Regions from separate parts of the Sus scrofa genome. Here all the other regions are linked to region 1. Evidence: chromatin contacts called from public HiChIP or PLAC-seq data. All regions are on one chromosome and are shown on one strand. The core of a region is the stretch at or near the end of the contact, and the rest is flanking DNA. Distances in the headings are between cores, read along the strand shown.

What was found. HiChIP or PLAC-seq counts read pairs in DNA pulled down with a chosen protein or histone mark.
Region 2: an H3K27ac HiChIP or PLAC-seq map of alveolar macrophages shows a contact between it and region 1. The contact joins the promoter of MFSD3 here to the promoter of PARP10 in region 1. A contact is called at or near these places in 1 of 5 promoter capture datasets (liver) and 1 of 2 datasets of contacts at active chromatin or transcription factors (alveolar macrophages).
Region 3: an H3K27ac HiChIP or PLAC-seq map of alveolar macrophages shows a contact between it and region 1. The contact joins the promoter of PPP1R16A here to the promoter of PARP10 in region 1.

What each region holds. Positions count from the first base shown.
Region 1 is chr4:686,209-690,322 of Sscrofa11.1, reverse strand. It overlaps PARP10 (poly [ADP-ribose] polymerase 10), which reads right to left and starts at 1,812. Exons shown (of 11, transcript XM_003125470.6): 1 at 925-1,812; 2 at 590-844; 3 at 281-517; 4 at 1-198. The coding sequence starts at 1,090.
Region 2 is chr4:293,911-298,024 of Sscrofa11.1, reverse strand. MFSD3 (major facilitator superfamily domain-containing protein 3) reads left to right here and starts at 2,070. Exons shown (of 4, transcript XM_021090521.1): 1 at 2,070-3,165; 2 at 3,490-3,637; 3 at 3,906-4,030; 4 at 4,104-4,114. The coding sequence starts at 2,484. GPT (alanine aminotransferase 1) reads left to right here. Exons shown (of 12, transcript XM_021090479.1): 12 at 6-278. The coding sequence ends at 96.
Region 3 is chr4:317,718-321,831 of Sscrofa11.1, reverse strand. It overlaps PPP1R16A (protein phosphatase 1 regulatory subunit 16A), which reads left to right and starts at 1,784. Exons shown (of 12, transcript XM_021090492.1): 1 at 1,784-1,895. FOXH1 (forkhead box protein H1) reads right to left here and starts at 1,222. Exons shown (of 4, transcript XM_021090535.1): 1 at 200-1,222.

The DNA.
Region 1 (4,114 bases), core at 563-3,062:
CTGCACAACTCTGGGCCCTCGTGGGCCTTCCAGCCTCCGGGAGAGCATGCTCGGGGGCCCCGGGGCCCAACGCAGCCAGGTGGCTCCCTCCACGGGTGTCCTCAGCAAGCTCCTCCGGCTCCAGCACTTCATAGTGGGGGACAAGGCTCAGCTCTGAGCCCTGTAGCCGGTGGTCCCGCTGCAGCACCCGTTCAGCCGCTTGGAGGAAGGGAAAGGACAGAAGGAGTCAGGGCTCCAAGGCACAGGGAGGGGTGGGCCCGGTCCACCCAGCCCCACTCACCCTGCCACTGCTGGAAGGAGGCGACGGTGCCCAGGGTCCCCGGCAGCCTGCGCAAGCCTTCCAGGGGCCCCCCACCACTGCGGCGCTCGTTCTCCAGGTACAGCTCCAACAGCAGCGGGTCCGCAGCGGGGCTGCCCCCCACTACACGCACCGCTCGGGCCTGGGGCACCCAGGCCAGGGATACCTCCGCCCCCTCCAGGCCCACGGCCCGCGCCCGCTCCGCCAGCACGCGGAACTCTGTGGGGAGGGTGTAAGTCAGCTCAGAGCCTCTCCCCTAACAGGCACCTCTGCCCCCATCCCGCCTCTCACCTGCCTCAGAAAGGGGCTTGGGCAGCTGGACCAGGGCCCGGTCTGGTCGGGGACTGGCCAGGGCACGGCAGGGCTGCTCAGGGTGACCTGTGGCACGAAGCAAGGCTTGGACGTGCTGCTCCAGGCGCTGGGGTGCGAGGCCGGGAGGCAGTGCCTGGAGGAGCAGGCGCGCAGGGGCGCGGGGCGGGGCGGGCCGCAGGCTCAGCCGGGCACCGCACAGAGTGTGCTCCTCCTGGGCCAGGACCCTCGCTGCATCTGCGGCCAGGGCAAAGGGGGCTGTCAGGCCGGAAGGCCGGCCGGGGAGCCCGCCTGCCCCTTTCCGTCCATGCCCTCACCTGCAGGCTCCCGAAAGCTGAGTATGCCCCCAGGGCCAAGTCTCTGCCAGCTCAACACAGGTCCACCCCCAGAGCTCCTGCGGTTCTCAAAGTAGAGCATGAGCAGCTCCTCGGGGACATCGGGGGTCAGCCCGCTGACTTCCACCACTGTCCCCACCTCCCCCATCGCAACCCTGGGGCCAGAAGAGAGGGTAGGGTGGCAGCCCCGCAGTCCGGCTGCTCCCCCCAGCCCCCTCCCCCTTGGCAGTGTCCCCTGGCCCGCCCAGCCCGTGCCTTCAGCCCAGACCCCTCCTCCCCAGCCCTGAAGCAGAAGGCCAGGGACGCAAAAGCAAAAGTGAAACTGTTGCAGGAAGAGAGGGAGGGAGGGGCCTGCAGTGCTGGGGCTGAGAGGCTGCCTCTCAGGCCCTGCCTGCTGAATGTTCCAGCCCCACCCCCCAGGTCCTCAGCCCAGCCCACGAGCCCCATCTGCCCCACCCCAGCCTGGTGCCGCCAGGGTGGGGGAAGTGGCTCCTGGAGGTCCTCCACTCCCCACGGGCCCTTCCCTGTCAACCTCAAAACGGCCAATCACCCTCCCTACTGGGCCCGGCTGGGGACTTGGGTCAAGGACCTCAAGCCTCTGCGTGGCCCTCCTCCACCGCCTGAGCACCTTGGGTCCCCAGGCCAGGCCCCGGCTGAGGCCGGCTTTGGACTCTTCCGGCAGCCTTCGCGACTGCATCGCTCACGCTTAAACAACTAGCAGGTGGCCACACCTCCAACTTGTGGGTGCTGAGGGTGAGCAGCTTCCGCTCTTGACCTACAGGAGCTTCTGCCCCAGTGCCTTCCTGCTGCTCCCCGCACTCCCCTCCTGTGGCTCTCTCCAGTCCGTGCACCTGCCCAGCCTTCCCAGCCGATGTTGTCATCACCACCACACCACCAAGGCTAACCCCAGAAGGAGCAGGCACACTGCTGGGCCGACATGCCTGGCTGCAGCAAATCCTATCACAGGAGTTCTCGTTGTGGCTCAGAGTGCTAAGGACCCCCGTGTCTCAGCGAAGATTCGGGTTCAATCCCTGGCCTCGCTCAGGGCACTAAGGATCTGGCGTCGTCATAAGCTATGGCATAGGCTACAGGTGTGGCTTGGACCTGGTATTGCCATGGCTGTGGCGTAGGCCTCGGCTGCAGCTCTGGTTCGACCCCTAGCCTGGGAACTTCCGTATGCCACGGGTGTGACCCTAAAAGGAAAAAATCCTCATCGCAGAAGAGAAGGAGGCAGGGATAGGACCCACGGCAGCGCGGAGCCGCACACACAGGCTGCGCCTTTAGAACCCACGCGCCCCTTGTCATTGAACCTGCCCATTGCCTGGATCCATTTGCTTCCAGCCTCTCAAAGAGTCGCGCCTACCACTGCTCCCCATCTCCCCCACTGACCCCTCAGCCACTAAAAGCCAGCCTCCACCCCAGCTACTTCTCCAAGGGATTGAGCACCTGTCCAGCCTATAGCCTGAGCTGTCCGGCCGACACTTCGGTTGTCCCTACCGTAGTCTGAGCCGCCGTCATCTCTCGTCGGGATCACTATGCTAACCTCTTAACTGACCTCTCTCTGCCACTCCTGCCCACACCCTCTGCCCACTGTCATTCTCCACAGAGGGCAAAGTGAACCTTGTGAAGTGGCACCAAGGGCTGCGACAACTCAGACCATGGTAAAGCCAGAGTCCTTTGGCGGACCCGCCAGGCTGGACTGACCGGGCCCTGGTCTCTGGTCTGGCCGCGTGCCCTCAGCTCCGTCGGCCAGTGCAGCAGACCCTCCCACCTCGGGACCCTTGCACTGGCCCTTCCCTCTTCTTGCACCAGCCTTTCCTATGGGGCCACCGGGACACCCCTCCCCCTGACTCACCTTACCAGGCTCTTAGTGGCAGATTTAACCTGAACCTAAAAGTCTTCAAGGACCTGGGACTTGCATGAGCCCTGACTTCATATTTGTTTTTGTTTGTTTGTTGTCTTTTTAGGGCCACACCCACAGCATATGGAGGTTCCCAGGCTAGGGGTCGAATCGGAGCTGCAGCTGCCAGCCTACACCACAGCCACAGCAATCGAGGTCCAAGCCGTGTCTGTGACCTACACCACAGCTCACGGCAACGCCGGATCCTTAACCCACTGAGCAAGGCCAGGGATCGAACCTGCATCCTCATGGATGCTAGTTGGGTTCGTTAACCACTGAGTCACTACGAGAACTCCCCATGTTTGTCAGTTTTAATTATTTTTCTTAAAGAAATCCCCTCAAATTGTATGAAATTCCAGTTCTACAAAACCCGAGGTCATCACTACAGGCTCTATATTTCTCGTCTCATAGGATTCGCTGCCTTCTCTTATGCTGTGCAATCCACTTGTTACACAAATCTGTCCTGTGTGCTGGAGCAGCTCTCATCATGACCACGCTGTTAAGTGTTCGGGGATCATTATGAGTCAGTTGTTAAAACAGGCGGTCGCTTGAAATCAGCCAGGATGGGGTATTTATGCCAAGGACAAGTGCGAGAAAGTACAGATCGGGGCTTCCCTTCTTGTTCAGGGGTCAGTTCAACGTTGAACCAGCACACCACCCACACAGGACAGAGCCTTTTCCCAACTACTGCTGGGCCCGGGAGCCAGGAAAGTGCAGTAAGATGCCAGGCCCCAGGTGGAGAGGCCCTCCCGAAGGGGCTCCAGGAGACAGCCCTGCAGAGGATGACCCTGGCTGTGGCGGTCAGCACGTCCTCAGGACCGCTGAAGTCCAGGGAAGTTAACTTGGCCTCCAGTCCTGGGGCATCGCTATGCCTCAGCCCCCTTGGCAGTGGAACAGGGCTAAGAATGCCACCCTTACAGCTCGGGGATTCGCGATGAGGACAAATGAGGATAAACGGTCTAGGAGGGACCTGGACTAGTTTGATAAGGAGCAATTAAGCAATTAGGCCTCTCGATATGAGACAGACCTAGATGAAAGGAGAAGTGGGGTTTTTAAGGCCAAGGAGGGCTTGTCCCACTCAGCAAACTCCAGATTTAGGAATACATTTCTCAACCCCCTGAACCAAACTGGCAAGGCTAGGTCTCAGCCTCAGAAGTCTACAGCCGTCACCGCCGGCGCCGCTGCGTCCTCCGCGGGCAATGCGGGGAGCCGGGCAAGAAGCCAGCAGGGCGGCAGCATCAGCTACAGTGCGTCGGGGAGAAACCCCGCATT
Region 2 (4,114 bases), core at 821-3,320, 390 kb after region 1:
TTTAGGATGACCATTCTGCCCCCCATGGAAAAGTTGCGGCCCCTGCTGGAGAAGCTGAGCCAGTTCCACGCCAAGTTCACTCTCGAGTACTCCTGAGGACCCCGCTGTGCGCCCGGCCGCGCCAGCGGGCACGAACGTGGACTGACAGGGCCCAGGGCCCTGGGGGCGATCTCCGGGGCGCTCTGCGCTTGCTCCCGGGGCCTGCGGGGCTGGGCCTCTGTCTCTCGGCAGGCCCCGAATAAAGCTAAGACAGCTTGGCTGCTTGGAGGCCGTGTGCACACCCGTGTCCACTCCTGACTGCCTTTCCGCATCGTCTTCTGTGCAGGCCTGGGGACTCGGGAGGAACTGTCAAGAGGGCTTCCAGAGGAGGTGACCTTCCTACAGACACAGCACCTCTGCTGGCTGGGTCTCCACCATGGTCCTCTGGTCTTGGTGCAGAGATCTGCAAACGTTGCTAAGAGAACGGAGACAAGCAAGGAGGGGTGGAGGAAGGTACCAGGCGAACGGCAGCTCCTCAGGGGGACCCCGGAGTTGTTAGCGGTGAGGAGGGGACCGCAAAAAGAAACACAGGAGAAGGGTCCCAGAGTGTAAGCCTTTCCTGAGAAAGTCACAGAAAGCTGTGTCCCCTGTCCTGGCTGCATTCCCCTGCTGTCCACCTTGTCCCTGGCAGCCTAGGGAACATGTTAAGCCATAGGGTGGACTAGGCTGCATGGGGTGAGTAGCAGGAAACGGGGGACCATGGAGTTCCCATCATGGCTGAATGGTAACAAACCTGACTAGTATCCATGAGGACGTGAGTTCAATCCCTGGCCTCACTCAGTGGGTTAAGGATTCGGAGTTGTCCGTGAGCTGTGGCATAGGTGGCGGATGCGGCTTGGATCTGGTGTTGCTGTGGCTGTGGTGTAGGCCAGCAACCGTAGCTCTGATTCAAACCCTAGCTGGGAACTGGTGTGGGTGCCGCCCTCAAAAGACAAGCAAATGAACAGAAAAACTCAAGGGGTCGTGAGGGCTCAAAGAGGGAGTCTTGGTTTTCCTAACTGGGCAAATGGCAGTGGTGCGCTTGTGGGACCGCAGGAGGAGCAGCGGTGCCAAGAGCAGGGACAGGAGGAAGAGCAAGCCCAGCTCCTTTGCCATGTGGTGGTCCCAGTGTGGTGTGCGTGACGTCCCTGTGCTAACACAGTCCGTGGCTGGGAAGCCATGAGGGGGCAGCCCCTCCCAAGCTGGAGCACTGGAGGGCCGGTTTGGGGGAGGAGAACACCTTAGATGCTTAGGAGGAGGTGCCCTGTGGAGCGCTGGGCCGGGGGACACCTGGACAGCCAGGTGCGGGGGCGACCTTGTGTCCTTGAACCTGGAACACGGGGATGAGCAGGCCAGACACCGCCGTGGATCCCTGTCCAAACGGGCCTCTGTGGTGGGCATTGCAGTCCCCATTTTATAGGTGAGGAAACCTGGGCCCCCCACCTATGCAGAAATGACAAGAAACTCAAAGTGGCCTCAGCAGGGGAAGGAGTGTGTTGGATCAAGTGCCTGTGTGTTGGTCTAGGGGGTGGGCCAGCTTCATGGAGCCACAGGCTCCGAGACAGTACTGGCCAAAGCTCCAGCTCTGCCCATGCTTCACTACCTCCTCTGGTCCTCAGGCACCCCACATGGCACAGCTCTGGGCAGGAACGGCTGTGTGAGACCGCTCACGAAGCTCACGTTTCCCCTCAGATTGGCCTCTCCCTCAGCCAAGGTTGGCTGGAGCCAAGCTGGCCCCACATAGGCTCTCCTGGCCTTGTCACTGGACACTAGAGGGCGATTCCGGCAGCAGCTGGCTGCATCCTGTGCTGAACTGCGGCTCAGACTTCTCCCAAGAACTTCCTCCCTTTCACCACCTTCTGCAGGCTGGGGAGGGCACTGAAACCAGCGGGTGAGGGGTCCAACAGCAGAAGCACAAGAAGGTAGTGGCCTTAAGAGGCCAACTCCTCTGCAGGCGCCACTGAGCGACCCAGTGGACACTGCAGCCACCAGGCTCCAGGTGAGACACTAGGAGGCACTTTCTGGGTCCAGCCAGTCTTGGGACTGGATCTGTTAACTCTGCGAGGCACCTGGCTGGGCCGCGGGTTTCGAGGCTTCTCACCCTGGAAGCTGGTGCCCCTGGCGCCAAAGCTGACCCCGGCCGCCGCCAGGTTGACCACCGGGGGCGCCCGAGGGCGGCTGGCACTCTAGCCCGCTCGCGCCCTCTATGGCCACCGCGTCTCTCCGCGGCGCCTGCGCGGCCCGGTCCCGAGCCGGGCGGCGAGCACCGCCGTGGCCGACTCGCGGTCCTTCCGCGTACTGACGCCCCCGAGGACGCCAGCGCGCAGGTGCCGACGCCAGCCTTAAAAAAAATCTTGGCCAGACCCCACGCCGAACCGCCCAGCCCCCTCTGATCCCACCGCGGCCGGGCCTGGAACCCAGCCCCAGCCACCAGAGCCTGGGCCCATGTCCCCGCTCTCCTGGCCATGCACGGGAAGCTGCTGGTGCTTGCCAGCCTCTACCTGGTGCAGGGCCTGCCCTATGGGCTGCAGTCTGGCCTTCTGCCGGTGCTGCTGCGGGCTCGCGGTCTGTCCCTGACACACGTGGGACTGGCCAAAGTGCTGTATGCACCGTGGTTGTTCAAGCTCGTGTGGGCCCCGCTGGTGGACGCTCGGGGCTCTCCGAGGGCCTGGCTGACGCTCAGCACAGCAGCTCTTGGCCTCTTGTGTGGGTTGCTGGCAGCTCTGCCTCCTGCTGAAGCTGGCCAGTCTGGGCTGCCTCTTACTGTGGCAGGGCTACTTCTGCTACTGAACTTGGCTGCAGCTGTACAGGATGTGGCCTTGGACACACTGGCGATGCAGCTCCTGGAGCCGGCAGAGCTGGGGCCGGGCAACACGGTGCAGGTGGTGGCTTACAAGCTGGGGGCGGTGCTGGCTGGGGGTGGACTGCTGACCCTCTTGCCCACCCTCTCCTGGCCCCTGCTCTTTCTGCTCCTGGCTGCCACCTATTGGCTGGCTGCTGCCCTGGCTTGGGCTGCACCGGCCCTGCAACAGCTTCCTGCGCCTCAGCCATCAGAACCCCGCCGACACACGCTGCACCTTCAGCAGCACTTGCTGGCCGTGCCTGGGACCCTGTGGATGGCAGGTTTTGTGCTCTCCTACAAGCTGGGTGAGTAGGGGCGGGAGCCTGGGGGAGCTCCAGGTGGGTCCCCATGACTATGGGGCCCATTTGTGGGACTGCCTTCCTTCTTTCTGGAGTACGACTTGCAGGCTGGAGCCCAGTGGCCTCGCTTCTTGTCCGGCAGGTCCAGCTCCACAGCTGTTGAGCTCCAGCCACACTGCCCCCTGCCAAAGCCTCTCTACTCCCTGCTGACCCTGAGCTCAGCCAATGCCCAGCCCCAGCTTCTGGCACCTGTAGCCTGAGGCAGAAGCAGGGTTGGGGAAGCACAATGGAGAGGGAAGCAGGCTGCCCCTGCTGATTTTCTCTTTGCAGGTGAGCAGGGCACCAGCAGCCTGTTCCCACTCCTCCTGTTGGACTGTGGCGTCTCTACCCCAGAGCTGGGGCTGTGGAATGGCGTGGGCGCTGTGGTCTGTTCCATTGTGGGCTCATCTCTGGGTGGCGCCCTGCTGGCCAGGCACCGGTGCGTCCCCCTCAGCTTGCCCTGCCTGCCACCCCCCCACCCCTACCTTCCCCACCCCCTCTGACCTACCCAGTCTCCCCACCCCAGGCAGCCACTGCCCCTGTTGAGGTCACTGCTTCGGTTCCGTCTTGGGGGCCTGGCCTGCCAGACTGTCTTGGTTTTTCATCTGGATGCCCCTGGGGCCAGGGTGGGCCCTGGCACAGTCCTGAGAGGTGAGAGGTTGTCCATGGGGGGAGGAGCCTAGAATCCTGAGCCCTGCTGACCTCAGCACCCCCAGGGGCAGCCTTGCTGAGCCTGTGTCTGCAGCACTTCCTGGGAGGCCTGGTCACAACCACCACCTTCACCCTGATGATGCGCTGCAGCCAGTTGGCACCCAGTGCCCTGCAGGTGAGGGTACGTGGCTGGGACATTCGGGCCACGGGACTGGAGTCCAAGCAGGTCCTGACTGATCTCCACAAATCTCCAGGCCACACACTA
Region 3 (4,114 bases), core at 535-3,034, 370 kb after region 1:
CCCTGACCACCTGGTCTGTGGCTCTGCCCCTCGAGGCAGTCAGGGCTTGGGCTCTGCACCCTGCCCCAAAGCAAGGTTCTTCCCTGGTGAGGACTGGGCAAGTTGGCCCAGGGAGGTGTCAGGCCCAGGGAGGCAGCAGGGGGATGGTGGTGTTGGTAAGATACTAGGACCCCTAGACCCAAGGGGCACAGGGATATACCTCCCATCATTTTACTCCCGCAATTCAGCTTCTCTTGCGCACACACCCCAATCATATCCTTAAAGGGCTGAACGTCCGGAGGGAGTGATAACCTGGGAAGATAGAATTAACACACATATTTGACTAAATATGAAATAGGTAACCCCAAGGACCTCCTATATAGCACAGGCAGGGCTACTCAATGTTCTGTAATAGCCTATATGGGAAAAAAGAACGGATATACACGTATGTATAACTGATTCACTCACTTTGCTGTAAACCTGAAACGAATACAACATTGTACGTCAACTATTCCCCATGCAATTTTTTTTTTTTTTTAAAGGGTTGAAAATCTACAGCATATACAGTGGGTGCCCAGCTCTTGACGAGGTTCTGAGGGAAGAGACGAGGGGCGGGTGCACTGGAGGAGCGACGGGGCTGAGCTGGGTGAGGTATGCGGGTACCACACTGCTCCCTCCACTGTCTCAGGCGCCTCAGACTTCACCTGGCTTCCTCTGGACTCCTGCGTCACCTCCTCGACACCTGTCAATTGCCAGGGCTCATTGAGGGGTCCTTGTGTCTCATTAAACTATTGTGGCCTCCTAGCCCCACTCAGTCAGTAGAGGCGTCCTTCTTTCCCACATGCCTTAAGACATCCCCTCTCTTCCACTGGCACTCCCTTGCTTCCAGGATAAAGCCCAGCTCTTGGTTCTATGTTCAAGGCCCCTCTTGTCCTGACGACTGATCCCTGACCGCACTTACACCCCCACCAGCCCAAGCCTACCTAAACCACACCTCAGCTTGTCCCATCGCCCCATAGCCCTGGCTCTTTCCACCTTTGCGCATGCTCTTCCCTCCATCCGTGATGCTTCTTTCTGCTTCGTGGAGCAAACTCTAACCCTCCTTAAAAAGCTCAGCCTACGGAGTTCCCGTGGTGGCGCAGTGGTTAACGAATCCGACTAGGAACCATGAGGATGCGGGTTCGGTCCCTGCCCTTGCTCAGTGGGTTAACGATCCGGCGTTGCCGTGAGCTGTGGTGTAGGTTGCAGACGCGGCTCGGATCTCACGTTGCTGTGGCTCTGGCGTAGGCCGGTGGCTACAGCTCCGATTCAACCCCTAGCCTGGGAACCTCCATATGCCTCGGGAGCGGCCCAAGAAATAGCAACAACAACAAAAAAGACAAAAGAAAAAAAAAAAAAAAAAAAAAGCTCAGCCTAGGAGTTTGTGGCTCAGCGGTTCACGAACTCCAGTAACATCCATGAGGACGCACGTTCGCTCCCTGGCCTGGCTCAGTGGGTTAAGGATCCAGCGTTGCTGCTTGCTGTGGCTGTGGTGTAGGCTGGCGGCTACAGCTCCAACTGGATCGCTAGCCTGGGAACTTCCATACGCCGCGGGTGCGGCTCTGAAAAGAGAAAAGCTTGGGCTAAAGGGATGACCACCCTCCCGGGAACCTGTCGGCCCCTCGCCCTTCAGGCGCCCCCCGCGCGGAGAACGCCCGGGCCGAAGCGGGTCTCGCCGCGCCGTCGGCGGGCCCCGCCCCCAGGCGGCCCCGCTGCCCGGGGCGACCCGGCTTCCGGCTCTGAGCCGGAAGTGTAGCGTTGCCATGGCGAGGGCCCGGCGCGGGGCCGCCCCCGCGGCGCCGGGAGGAGCGCCGGGCGGACTGGCCGGCCGCCGGGATCCGATCGGCTGCGCGGTGGCTGCTGGCTCCGGGCGGAAGGTGAGGCGCGGACTTCCGGGGCCCCGGGGGGCCTGCAGGGACCCGCGGGGCGGGCGACGCCGAGTCCGGCGGGATTTTTCCGCGGCCCCGCTCGGGCGCTGATGGGCGAGGCCCGGGCCGCGGGTGCTCAGGGTCGGGACGGCTGCAGAAGTGGCGGCCGTGAAGGCCACCGATAGGCTTTTCACCCTCTAGCCGTCCGTGCCGTTGTTTCCTTTCTTGCGACCTGTTGGTCAGGTAGGCGGCACTAACGTTATCTCCATTTCTGGCTGAGGAAATTAAGGCCTGCAGAGGAGTGACCTGCCCGGGCTTTGTGTGGGCTTTAGGCCGGAGGAGCGACGGGGAGCCTTCCAGGGGCCCCCGGGCTCCGGCGCCGAGATTGCTGTCACGGCAAGAACGATAACGAATGTACTGAAAGTGCCTGGCCCTGCGCTGGCCCGGAGGTGCTCCAGGCCTGGGAGGGGGTGTCCTCCGTGTGGTGGAGCCGAGGCCGAGGCCACGGTGGGCTGGATCTCCGCGGGTGCAGAGAGGGCCAGTGTGTACGGGGTCATCGCAGGCCCACGGAGGCGGGAGGAAGGCCAGCCCTTCCCAAAGCTGGGGGCCTGCCTGTTCTTCCCGGATCCTTAATTTGGGGGTGAGGTGACAGGGGCTCCACACTGCTCTTCTCTGCCCTGTCTTTGCTGCTCCGGGTGCTCCCCAGCAGGAGGGGGAGCTCTCCCTGGGGGCAGAGTAAAAGGGCCTCTGTGGCTCTGGCGGGGCCACCTAGTGCACTTCAGGGGCATCCAGTGGATCCCCAGCCTGGAGCTGAGTTACCCGAGGACCTGTGGCTGCCTGGAGCCGGCAGTACAGGGGCTGGCCCTGGAACCCTTGTGGTGGTGGGCACGTGGTGCTCCGATCAGCTGCGCCCTGCCTGTAAGCTCTTGCTCAGAGCCGGGGTGGGAACGCTTCCCTCTGGTGGGCTCTCCACTGGCCTCACCCGCTCGGGCTGTGCCTGGACTCTGCTCTCCCTAGAAGGCTGCCTGGCCGGCACCTAGCGAGGGGGCTCTTGTGTCTGTGGGCTCAGTTGGGGTCTGTGTTCTTGGGATTTCCGCAACAGTTTGTGTGCCTCTGCGGGCAGTTCTGGAACCTCAGTCTCATAAACCTCTGGTGACTCAGCCCAGCATCTCTGTCCCAAGAGTGACCCAGCCCAGCACCTCTGCCACAGTCCGTGTGTCAGCCAGAGCAAGACGCAGTGTCTCCTTTCACTTCCAGGCTCCCTCAGAACTTCCTCCTAAAGAGCCCTGGTCCTGGCCCTCCTGTCCATCCCTTCGCCTGCCCCTGTGGCTCCTCGTTTCCTTCCAGGATTAAGCACTCACCCCTGGCCAATCTTGGCTTTGTCTCAGCCCCTGGATGGCATCCTTCTCGCCATAGCACATCAGCTTCTTGCACTCTCCTCCCTCACAGGCTTCAGGATTAACACTTGCATGTCTGCACACTAGCCCCCGTCCTCTGCCTCTGCCCCCACTTCTGACCCCCTTTCCACGTGTGTGTCGTGCCACCCCCATACTGAACCCTTGCAGCAGTGAGGGGGAGGGAGTGAGCCTCACCCCACCCCTTCCAAGCTCTCTGGCCTTAGGCACGTCGGACTGAGAGCCGGGGAGAGAGAGGCACAGGAGCACTTGGTCGCGCAGATGCCCAGAGGAGAGGCCTCTGGAGGACGAGCTTGTGCCCAGAACCCAGTGACGGCAGTGGGGCGGGGCCTGCGGTGGACATTGGGTGCTGGCCGTGTCCTTGCTGGGCGGCTGTGTCGGACGGACACGAAGCCTGGGCAGATTGGTGCTGGCAGAGGAGTGCGTGGCGGGGGGCGCACAGAGACAGGGCCCGCAGACCAGTCTTCACTGAGCTTCCAGTGTGAAGAAGCGGGGTGTGCGGGAGGTGGAGAGACTGGAGTTGGTTTAAATGGCCAGGTCTCCAGAGATGCGGAGAGGCTGCGGACTGGCGCAGAGGAGGCACTGCCAGCTTCGCGGTCTCGGCAGGCGGAAGGGGGCTGGGCTGTAGGGTGGACGTGGAGAACCAGGTGGGGCCACAGCACCAAGTAGCGGGAATGGACACCCTCCCCGGGCCCGCAAGGCCAGGGCAAGCCTTGCTCGCTGTTGCTGACAGACCTCCCGTGTTTCTTCTGGGCTGAGCGCTGGGGGTGGGCAGTGCCTGGGGCACCACTGCTAGCTCTGTGCCCCAGTGCC